2 separate regions of the Gossypium hirsutum genome follow, and region 2 is linked to region 1. The links are chromatin contacts, called in public Hi-C maps. All regions are on one chromosome and are shown on one strand. Each heading gives the region's core, a stretch centred on a gene start, on an enhancer-like site or on the middle of the called end of the contact. The rest is flanking DNA. Distances are from core to core; before and after follow the strand shown.

Region 1 (6,580 bases), core at 980-3,479:
AAACCTTAAAATTTCGTGTCTTTACCATCTATTATTATTATTTTGATTTTAAATGTCAACCGACATAAAACCATAAATATATAATTAGATATAATAATATAGTTTCATAAAAAATAAGAATAATACATCACGAATGGACCAAAACGAAAACTTACCCATAGTTTAGTGACTAATGGTGTAGTTTACCCTTAAAAGAAAGCATATAGACTAAGCACAAAAATTGAGCATAAGAGAAGGACCAAAACCATAATTTGACTCTTTACTTAGAATAGCAAAATGAACTTTCGCTGTTAATCTCTTTTCTTCTTTTTCTTACTCACTCGAGTCTCAACATTTCCGAGGTACACACCTAATATACAAAATCTCTCTCTATTTTGCTCATAAGCCTCACTCTATAAGCTTTGAACTTTCCCAGGTTCATTTCGTTTTCTTTAATTTTTTGTTATATATATTTTTCTAAAAATTTTTATTTGTTGGGTTTTTAATGATATAATTTGTTTCTTTCTGGATACATTCTAATGATCAAAAGAACGAATATGCTTTAATTCTATCAACTGCCCTCTTTTTTCCCCATTTATTTATTTTTATTTTGATTGGTTCAATCAAGTATTCAAATCCCTTTTTTTCTTTTTTCTTTTTGAATTTACAATTGAGAAATATACTATAAAATAGAAAAAAAACCCAGAGTTTCTCAGCTGTTTTTTTTATTAATCTTGTTTGGTTTGCTTTGATTCATGTTTTTCTTGTTTCTTTTTTGTGGAGTTCACTGAGCGTTGAACAATTCCCAAATTTATACGTTATTGTCTCACTATTGCTCTGTTCATCAGTTTTGTAACTTTCTAACTGGTGCGTTATTTTTTCTTTAGCTAAGAAAAAGCATTTTTTTAATTGATCGTGTTCTTGAATTATTTATTGGTTTTGAGTTTTATAATCTAGGTATTTGCAGAATTGTAAGTTCTATACTTTTTGGAGTGAGATTTGAAGAATCCCAATTGACAAAAAGGCAATCTTTTGGGATTGGGATTTTAAATTATGGTTGAATTTTCAACTGAAGATCTGGGTGTGTCTTTAGAATTTTCAAAGGGAAGAGGATGTATGCTGTGGGGAGACTAGGTAGCTATATGTCTCGTGGCGTTTATACTGTGTCTGGTCCATTTCATCCCTTTGGTGGTGCTGCTGATATAATTATAGTTGAACAACCTGATGGGACCTGTAAAACATCACCTTGGTATGTTCGGTTTGGTAAATTTCAAGGGGTTTTAAAGACAAGGTAATCTATCCTCCAAACCTACGGGATTATCATCGTCGACACCTTAATCCCTAAAATCCTCTCCATGGCAAATGGGAAACTGGTCAGTTGGACCACCCTATGGTTCTTTTTTGGTATTTCTGGGTCAACAGTTATTTTTTCAGGGTTTGTAGGAATTATAATCATGGTTTTAAAGCATCAAGTATTATCTAATACATTAGTTCATAGTCTACTCATATCAGAAAACCATGCAAGAAAAACGGGTATGTTCTCTTTTTCTTTTTACTTGTTCTGCTTTTCTTTTTGTTATTTTCCATAGATTCTTTGTTTCACAAATGGGTTTAGATTGATTTTGTTTCAATCTCTTTGCTGTTTTTTTCCCATAGGCTCCAATGCTGGTGGTTTATAAATTAGTACATTATTCTTTGTTCCTTTCAAGAACTAAATTTTGCATTATTTCCCAACATTTATGGTCACTCTGGTTAAAACTAAAATGAGTCAACCCTACCAAAGTTAGCCTTTCCTATCATCCAATAACCAAAAGCAAATTGAAATGGCTAACCTTATCCAACTTTCAACAGAAACTTAGAAATCACAAAATCTTTACAAAAATCTGTAAAACTTCCCAAAGATGAACAAATTACATGCAATTTACCCATTTTTTTGAAACTTCTCAACTTTTAACAGAGTCTTATTCAAATAATACCCCAAAAAAGTCGTGGATTTCAGGAAACCCCAAAATTGTGAAGATCCAAGCTACTAGTTACAAGCAATAACAAGATATGACATTGTAGCTCATTTTGAGCAAACTCAACACAGTTTATATTCAGACAAGAAAAAAAGAGAGAAGAAAGTGGGCATACCTGGAAACACTTGATCTTGCTTACTTCAGTTTTGTAGTAGCCACAACCAAGAACAAAGCAAAAAAGAGGGGAGAAACCAGGTTCAATCACTGTTTCAGTTATCAAATATGAAAAAACAAAACGACTGTTTTCTTCCCAAATCTGAAAAAAAAATAAGGTTGGGAAAGAAATTAGTTTAACTTTTAAGGATAAAATGGTAAAATAATAAATAAAAGCAAGGGTATTTTTATATGTTAAAAATACCTACTACACCACTGCCTTCAATTGCTGCTGAAACCTCCAGCTCCTTTTCCGCATAGCGGTGTGGTTGAAATCAACTTTCACTGCACTGTGTTGCTGAACCAAATAATATATCAGTGAGGTTGCTACCCCAACTGCACCTCACTGACGTTAAAAGCCAAACCAAAAGAGCCCTAAATCTCTTAACCAACAAAAGAAGATATACGTGGATAATTACCAAAAGTTGATAGAAGCCTTTTCCATGAGTTCTTCATAAGCAATTTCTAAAATGTGGATATTGTGGTGAAAAAGACCTAAAATGTAATTGTTCAAACAAGGGTTGAGATAACATCTTGTTCCAAATTTAATGTTGAAGTTACTAAAGAGACATTGTGTTAAAGAAGAGATTTGTAAAATTTATGGTAGCGAACATGTATTTCGTGATGAAGAAGAAAGTAAATGACTAGAGCTTTGTTTATAAGAATTCTCTAACCATAATTCATATTTGTCCAATGATGTTTTTTTAATTCAAGATCTATGGTGGATAACTCAATTACATTACTCCACCTACAACAAAAAATTTGCTTGTTAAAGCAAGTCTAAGATTCAAGAACAAATCTTTTTGAATAAGGGGAGAACGATACAAGTATGGATAACGATACAAGTATGGATAGGAACGACATTTTACATGAGATCCAAGTATATTTGAGTTTTGGACACTATTTGTAATAATTAGACAAATATTTTTTGTGTGTAATAGTCTCTTTTTTTTAACTATTTTATTTATTTATCTTAGATAAATAAATATTTTGAATTTAAATTAGTTTTTTAGGTTGTATCTTAGATAAATAAGTTTTTTTTTAAAATTTAAACTATTTATCTTAGATAATTAAGGTTTTTTTTTAAAATAAACTAGTTTATTTTGTATTTCAAAAGCAATGTATTAGCCTAGAGGCTTAGGCCACCTACTTTGGATAAATCAATATAATAATTATTTTTATTACTTTGAAAAGTGTTTATGAAAACCATTTTTTTAAAAGGGGTCAACTTTAATACTTAAAAACGAAAATAGGAGTTGCCACCGATTTTTTTTTGAGGTGTGGTCGGATCACCTAGTAATTTGGTCGTTTTAATAAAATATTTTGATTTACTAAAATAACGATTTTGATCTATGAAATTCGAGAAAACGAATTCGGGAGTTGGTTACATGCGAGGAAGGATTAGAACCCTCGTTATGCCCAAAATTGGTACCTAATTGATTCATCAACGTCTTAATGTCAAAAATTGAAAATTTGAAAAGATTTTAAAATACAATCCCCTTTTTATTAATGTTAATTTTAAAAATGTTTGAATTAAAATGAAACGAACATCAAAGCCCCACTCATCCCGCGATAACAATATGCCACATCCCGTAAGTTAGGATGCGACATTTGAGCCCTCGAGAATGAGTTTGCTTTTAATTTTTATTTAAGAGTTAGGTATTTTAAATTTAGAAGGATGCTCGGTTGTTTAGATTTAATGAGAAAATTGAAACTCCATAAGTTAGGGTATGACTTCTCGAATTTTCAAAAAAATGGAACATTGCCTCACTTTTTAAATTTTTGAGTAATAGTGATTACAAAACCGGAACGATAGGTGCTATTTAGTTGGAGTAAAATATGACGGCTTATATTGGATAAATATAATAGAACTTAATACACAATGCAATTTAAACGAAATAAAATAAAAAGGTAATATAGAGCATGAATAATAATACATGAATTAAATGTTATGTTAATGAATGTCAACAATATGAAAATATTAATAAATAATTCCTAGAGCATATAATGGCAATATTCACATAATACACCATTTTAATACCACAACTAACAATCGAAGAAAACGAAGCAAAATAATATATAAAACAATTTGAAGAAATAGTATAAAACAATTTAAAATAAATAATATGTAAAAGAAATGAAAATAAATAACATACAAAGAAATTTAACATAAATAATATAATAGACACTTTAAAATACATAAAAAAAAGAGTTTTAAGATAAATAACATGTAAAAAGAAATTTAAAATAAATAATATACAAAACGGTTTAAAAAAATAATATATATATATAATTCAAAATAAACAATATATATAACAGTTTAAAATAAATAATATATAAAAAATTTAAAATGGATAATAGTTTAAAATACATAATAAATAATAATAAAACAATTTAAAATAAATAATTTATGAAAAAGTTTAAAATAAACAATATATAAAAAAATTAAAATAAATAAAGCATAAAACAATTTGAAATAAATAATTTATAAAGTAATTTTAAATATATAATACATAAAACAGTTTAAATGAACTAATATGTAAAAAGTCTAAAATAAATAATATATAACACTATTTCAAATAAATAATATAAAAAAATTATAATAAGTAAAATATATGAAACAGTTTGATATTAAAAGGGTAAGGATTGAATTAAAAAAGGTTAAAATTATGGGCCACATCTAAAAAACACAAAAACATGGAAGCAGGGCCTAAAATAGAACACGCGCGAAGGAACAGGGGTTAACTGGGTAATTATTCCCCAACCCCTGTGCGCGACGTTTCAATATAGGACCCAAATGTAATAAAAAATAAATTATGCAGATAAATCTCAAACATATCAAACTATAATGGGATTAGATTAAAACATACAAGAAGATCGAAAGGATTAAAATAGCAAATAGCCTATTTGGGCCTTAACACGCAGATCCCCCACTAATCAGGTTGGGTTACGGGTTCCCCCCCAAAAACGATGTCGTTTTGGCATCTGCGGGGAGGGAATGAAACGGTGCCGTTTCATGCTGCATATTTAAGCCCAAATTTTTTTTAAAAGTTTTCATTTGCAGCCCATTCTCTAAAAAGAAAATGAAAGAAAAAAAAACTCTCAGCCTCTCTCAACCTCTCCTTTTCTCCGGCCAGTCGGGCCACCGTCCGTCCACTCCGGCCACCAGCCGTCGGCAATGGTGGCCGTCGTATACGGCAGCCGAATTTCAAAAAAGAGGTCCTTAAGGCCGTTTTGATTTCCCTAAGTCTGATTTGAGGTCAAAATTCTAATATTCGAACAAAAATTCCCCGAACAAACGAAAGACCCTTTGACTTTGACCACCTTTCATCGGAGGTGGCTACCTCAGTCACCCACAACGGTGGAGCACCAATCCTTAGGTATGCCCTTTTAGACTCATTCGCTTTTTAATTTATGTTTTTTTTTTGTTAAAATAGATTTGCAAAAAAAAATAATAAACAGAAAATAAAATAAAATTAGAAAATAACCAACAAACACCTTTTAAACTTCAGTTCTCTTTTTTGATTTGCTTGTGTGCGTAAAAAAATTACAAATGAAATATTTCGGCTTTTATAACCGAGTTACAGACTGTTAGCTTCTATTGTTTGTCTCTTTACTATTTACTACCACTGTTGCTTGCATGTTCCTTTCTCTTGTTGCATTCAATTTTTGCAAGTGTCAGACGCGTGGAGGATGGCGTGCGGCGGTGCTAGCTCGTATGGGAGGAGCGACAACGCAAAGAGGCTAGGGTTTCTGCCTCTTTTTTTTTTATTTGCTTGAAATGGTTTAGTTTTGGACCTTTTTGGGCTACTAGGGTTTTAATCTTGTTGGGCTTGGGTATTGAGTTTGTAGATTGGATAATGTTTTGTAATGGACTATTAATTTTGGACATTTTATTTATTGGGTTTGGATTTTTGTTTTATTTTGTAATTTGGGCCCAGGCCAAAATTGACCTATTACAGTGTTGTTACTTTTTTTTAAATAAAAAGAGATTATTTACTTGTTTTAGAATTTGAATACAAATAAAATTGATGATGTGTATGATGGTACAATGATTATGCAATTTGATGGTTATGTAATTGGATTTAAAATCCTCAAAATGGTGATGAATATTATGTTTTTGATATGAATGTAACCGATCCATTCGAATTTAGTGATGATGTTGGATTAAAAGTGCCACTTAGTAGAAATTTCAATTTTAAAAGATTATAAAAATTTTCCACAACACTAAGACGTTAAATAATTTAGAAAAATTATGAAGAGCAACCATGTTTAGCCAAAGACGTTAAATAAATAAACTGTTTGAGAGAGAATTCAATTTATTTTAATTTTCTAATTATTTTAGTATTACGTATTTACTATTTTATTTTTATTTAATTCTATTTCAATTCTAGAGCCACCGTTTCATGACCCTTAGCAGCGGACCAAGT
Region 2 (5,949 bases), core at 1,689-4,188, 150 kb before region 1:
GATGATTTCCACTATTGCTCATGTAAATCCACAAGAAAAAACATTATTAAACCCAAAAAACTAAAAATGGCTATTTTGAACTTTATTATCGTAAATAATAAAGCCTCATAATATTCATAAATTCAGATCAACGTATTATACCCACAGTTTCCACCGCTCAAACAAATAACTAAACTATTAGAGATGTGTTACTGTTTATTATTATCCTATGTTTAGAACAAACCTGACTAGATCCGTCGATAGTTTCACCAGCAACAGCATTGGGGGCACTATAAGGAACGCTGAAATAATTCAACAGGTCAAATTACTACAACGTGTCAACATAGCACAATTTACTTTATAACCAAGACCGCCCCTCCCTTTCTCTTTCATTCCACCAAGAAATACCCCACCCCAAAAGAAGGTTCAAAAAGGGTGATGAAAGGAATATGAGTCCTGTTAAGTTAGCATTGCTGTTTCTAGAATCTGTGACAAACCTGGGTACTTTCTTTGCGCCCTTGCGAGAACCAACTTTTAGGAGACAGACGTGAACACTTACATCCACAAGAACAGCATGAAATGAATCAAAATAAACAGGGCAATAGGAATGCAGTCCTAAAAGAGCTTTAGGAGGGATACGAAATTCATGAACTGCAGCAGGGCAACCATCTGAAGAAGGCTGAAACTCAGAACTGAATGCAGCAGTTTTCAGTTAATTATGAGAACTTTTAAATTGAAAAGAAAAAAAAAATATAGAGGTAAGTGAAATGATGCACATATAAAAATGAAAACAGGATTTATCAACTTACCCTTTCTCCAATACAGGAGAATAGAGAAGCTCAAACTTCAATATGACAGCTGATGATAAAGGGCCCTGTTAGATATTACTACATTAGCACCATAATAGGTTATAAGAGAATATAGATATTGACCTTCAATGGCTCGGCAATAGCCAAACCAATCATGGTAGGAAAGATTCTATGGATGTCCTCCATGAATACCAGAATCAATTGAAGAAAACACTGGTAAGAGTCAACTTTTGGGAACATCCAATGCCATTTCCATTCAATATATGGTTGGAGTTACAGATTTGAGCATCATTTGATATCAAAAGAGTAAAGCATCAAACCTATGATAGACTGACATTAGGCCGTATATTTACTAATGAAAATATGTGAATCAGTGGTACAGGCAGGTTAAGAGCTGCACAAGTTCTAGCAACGTATGTGGTTGAATCAACTGCTAAAAAAGAGAGTTGTGTGCAAATGTGAGTATGTGCAGGAAAATAAAGAGAGATTTCCTGCCTCGTTCTCAGTAAGGGGTAGATGAAATGCAACCAAGATAGATAGAAGAACATCCTGTTTCGCATATTTGATTCGAAAAGGCCGTGTTGCGAAACTGTTGTCAGTGTCATCAATCCTCCACACTCCGTATACATCATCAGAACCAACATTTGGAGCTGCAACATTTTCCTAGTCTTATTAAGAAAAAAAGAATGTTGTCTAAAGACAAAAATCAATGCTGGGTTTTAATTAAGCATGTAACCTACTTCAGATGTATTTGCTTCAACTGCATAGAAAATATTTTGATCAATTAATTGGACAACATAGCAGATTTTTCTATTATGAAGTGGCACTTCCCAATAAAGTAAACTGCAATTTTCCAGTTTAGGTCTCTAGAGCGACTGGTTTCAATACAAAATGACTGAATATAGCAATACTGGAAACATTTTATAAGTTAATGAGATAATGTTCTGACTATAATGACAAATAGAAACTTTCTAACTTTAAGAAAATTATTTTATATTTTTTTTTCTTATAAAGGAATGGAGGCAAATAGGTAACAAACGTTAGAAGAAAAAAAGCAACTGAATTTTAACAATTTACCTTCATATTGCATGACTCTTGAAGGCGCTCCTATAGAAGTTTGCTGATCATTTTCCCATCTCATAGTAATCTTAAGTCGATACCATCTAAACAAATACAAAACATAAGGATAATACGCACAAATCATAGTAAACCAAATATAAAAAATGCTCCATACCCTTGCTGGAAAAGATCAAGGTTATGAAACCTATGGATGTAAATTGCAATCTCTTGGATAGTATCCAACATGACAGCCGGCTGTACTTTAGCCGGTTGCGGTTTTGCATTGGATAACTTCTTCGCTTGTTCGACTTTATTATTGAAACCAATTAACCACGCAATACGACGTAACATATGTAATCAAAATCAAGTATCCACAAATATTGCATCCCTCTTTACTTTTTCGCTCTGAAGTATCAAAATCCAGGGTCCTTCTCAAAACCATATACCCTTGACTGTCATACAATCATCAGAGAACAATGCACCCTCACATAAAAAACCAAGACTAACAACTCTCTCTATACGACCCACTGTCTTTATTTCTCCTCGTACAATGCAAAGGCTAAATAGCTGCAAAAGGAGGAACCAAAAAAAAAAATTCAAAATGTTGAAAAAGAAAATCATCATTCCAAAAATCAGTAACAGCATAAATTTTTAAGGAATTGCATTAAAGGCTGCTATATAATGAGAACATTGCAATTTAAAAGAACCAAATAAGAACATTTTGAGATTATTAACAGTATGGAACTAACAGTGTTCAGAATAAAATTAATCAAGTTTACTAACAACCTTAAAAATAAAATAAAATAAAATAAAATAAATCCAAATAAAAATGATAAGCAACCAAAAAAAGTAGGAAAAAGAAAAACAAAAAAACAACAAACCTGGGCTCAGATCTACAAATAGAGATAGGGTTTGCAGGCTTTTTGGTGTTATAGCTACAGATGAATGGGGAGGTTGATAAAGAAAGAAAATTAAATATAAAAATACTAAAAGAAATGGAAATGAAATACAGAGATCTGGTGGAATACGTTGATCTTTATTTTGGTTTCGTTTTTTAAGAAAAAATGAAGTTACTATTTTATTTTATTTTTATTAATTAAATTTTTGTAGAAGGTAAGATATTTAGGTTTAGTTTGGATGGGCGGTGTGTTTAGCTCCGGTGAGGTTAAAAACAACAGTGGCGGTGAGATTAGTTACTGTAACGGTGAGATTGGATACTGTAGCGGTGAGATTAGAAACAACGGTGGAGTGTGTGTTTGGATTCAAACGCAGCTGTAGCGGTGAGGTGAAAATAGAAAATGACCTTTAAGGACATTAGATTAAAAATGATATATAATAGAAGTTTTTAAAATTATTTAACAATTACAAAATTAATAAATGATTAAAATTTATTATTAAATATAATTTAATAAAAATATATAATTTAATAGAATATATGAATTTATTAAAATTATAATATATAATATTATAAAATATAATTTAAAATAATTATTATTAAATATAATTTAACAAAAATATATAATTTAATAAAATTCTTAGTATTAAATATTCTTATATGAATTTACTAAAATCATAATATATTATACTATAAAATATAATTTAAAATAATTATGATTAAATATAATTTAACAAAAATATATAATTTAATAAAATTCTTAGTATTAAATATTCTAATGATTGTATCAACAAACTTCATAAATTTCTTCTATCAAATATTAAAATATTTGAACTTGACTTTGAATATTGATTTTATGATTGTTACTTTACCATCAACAACCCAAATTCAATTTACTTAACAACATAATGAATTAGGGTTTTTCTTCATATTCCCAATTATGTATTCCATTTCCGACCGTAAAGCACCTTTCAACTCATCTCATCAGTAATTTTCTGTCCATTGAAAAATTAGGATTCTATTGTTTGTGCATCAACAATTTCAAACTCTAAAATTTAGAACGTAAATTTTATTTTCTCAATTTCAATTTTGTTTCTAGATTTGAATTGCAGCAATTTTGGTCTTCAATGTTGTTTTCTTCTTTCATTTTAACTTCTTCTTTTTGTTATATTTTCTGTAGAAAGATGGATTTTTTATGATTAAACTTTTAGACATATTTATTTTCAATTTTTTCCACGAGCATTTAGATAAGAAAAATATTAAAACTATTCAAAAGTTACTTGTTTGCTTCAAAACGAAGCATATAAGGACTAAATTGCTTATTTTTATATTAGAGGACCCAATTTGCTCTTGAATTTCTAATAGTTTAACCAACAAAAGTTTTACATGAGCTAACAAAAAACCTCTCCAACTAAATTGCACGCATAACTTGTTTAGCAAGGTTCATTTTGTCTAAAGATTGAACAGACTTGGATTAACAATTTATATAGATAAAATGTACTCTTATTGTAATCGACTTGGACAAATATGAATGGTGGTCATCTTTTATAAATACAAATTTGTCATCACACAGGTTTAAAAGAAAGTAAAAAAAAAAAAAGCTGATCATTTCATCATTCAATTTTAAACATTTGAGAAAGGTATATGTTTTCTGTCTGGCCATGATTCTATTTTCTCAAAGCACTTGACAGGTACCACCCCATCAAAACCCTCAGTCAATATCACTTTGTTGTCTGAAATGTAAAGCTTCATGCCTTCTGCAGTCATCAAGAAAACAAGCGAAGACAACTTAAGAACCGTAGTTTGGCAAGAACAAATCAATATATGTTCGGCCACACTCTAAAGAAAAGTGAGAAAGATGACTTGCTTCTTTCATGATTCTATGAACCGAAGCAATAACTGCAAGCATGCTTACCTTCCAAAGCTTTTCTAACATCAAGATAGATCAAAACGTTTAACATCTCATCTCATACCTGAAGAGGGTAAAAGAACAAATCATCATAAGCCCTGTACAGCATTTAGATTCACTAAAACTCAATTTATGCCGATTAGTGCTTGTCATTTCCCATTATTGCTTAAAATTCACGTTATATATCGGCATCTTAGTAATCCCCTTTCATAACAAGCATAATAACACCCCTAAGCAGTTTGTCACGTATATCGTGCTGGCATATTAAAAATAGAGAGTAAAATGAAGGAGTTCGTATGTCAAAGTTCAGAGGAACAGTAAAGAGAAATTTCATGATATCTCACCACTTATCACTTCACCGTCAGTCGGTAAGCCACTTGAAAAGTGAACATGCAATCTTTTCATGCGCTTCAAACCCGACTCCAAAATTGATTCCAAATTCCTTTTATAGGTTCCATGTACGCAAACAATCATCTCAGGGAAAATCAAGAGGATTATGCAAAATAAAAGGCATAAAGAAAGTCCATAAATCTAAGAGACATGATGTTCTTACATTGCACTTCATCAGCTGAAAGGATTTGTTTTAATAATCTTTCGGACTCAACTGTCTGCCAACGTGACATACAATATCTTCCTTAGAAGTGCATAGACATAAATAAAGATGCTCAAAACAACAGCTAAAAATAATCTAAGGTGACAATTCAGATAAAGCATGAAGAAATTAATAAATTTTTAAGAAAGATTCATCACCATGACGGTGTGGCCTTGGTTTGCACGTATCAGAAGCTCCCCATTTTCCTCAAGAAGGCTAAACTGTTGTTTATTATCTTTTCTGACAGCCTACAATCAATAAACATAAAAACCATGAAATTTCTGTTGGCTGCAAAACGAACATTTTCCTTCTCATGATTGTTTATACACCAACATTTTGGAGACCAAGAATCTAAATTACTACTGGTAACAGCTCAAAGATCACTTATAAGTAAACAACAAATAGTATTTAGCTCAAAGAAGGAAGATGTTTATACATCAACAGCTCAAAAAACATTTCTGAGGCAGTGCATGAACTGTCATCTTTCTCCTCCCGAGTTCGGCACAACTCATCTGCTTCTTCCCTGCATTAGTAAACTGATCACTTAATTTGCTTATATAAAATTCAACATGCAAATACATGGATTTAGCAACACTAAAAGGAATAGAATTATGGAATAAGAAAATAGTAATTTTTTTGTCGGCATCATCCAGCTTTTGCTTCTGAGCATCGTCAGCTGCTGACTGCTCACTAGGCGATGGATACA

Evidence for each region. Hi-C and Micro-C count contacts between places; a contact is called where the count stands out from the background.
Region 2: a contact with region 1 is called in a Hi-C map of leaf, with 2.7 times the contacts expected there. The contact joins the promoter of LOC107917929 here to the promoter of LOC121228175 in region 1. A contact is called at or near these places in 3 of 34 Hi-C or Micro-C datasets (leaf and petal).

What each region holds. Positions count from the first base shown.
Region 1 is chrA01:33,345,043-33,351,622 of Gossypium_hirsutum_v2.1, reverse strand. LOC121228175 reads right to left here and starts at 2,229. Exons shown (of 2, transcript XM_041111429.1): 1 at 2,113-2,229. LOC107917116 (a long non-coding RNA gene) reads left to right here and starts at 21. Exons shown (of 2, transcript XR_005925708.1): 1 at 21-415; 2 at 937-1,687.
Region 2 is chrA01:33,499,407-33,505,355 of Gossypium_hirsutum_v2.1, reverse strand. It overlaps LOC107917929 (protein FAM135B), which reads right to left and starts at 2,938. Exons shown (of 16, transcript XM_016847348.2): 1 at 2,729-2,938; 2 at 2,023-2,414; 3 at 1,866-1,951; 4 at 1,284-1,438; 5 at 789-853; 6 at 477-671; 7 at 224-281. The coding sequence starts at 2,198. It overlaps LOC121223056 (endo-1,4-beta-xylanase 5), which reads right to left. Exons shown (of 11, transcript XR_005920428.1): 6 at 5,680-5,766; 7 at 5,402-5,491; 8 at 5,205-5,259; 9 at 4,996-5,093; 10 at 4,658-4,715; 11 at 4,230-4,499.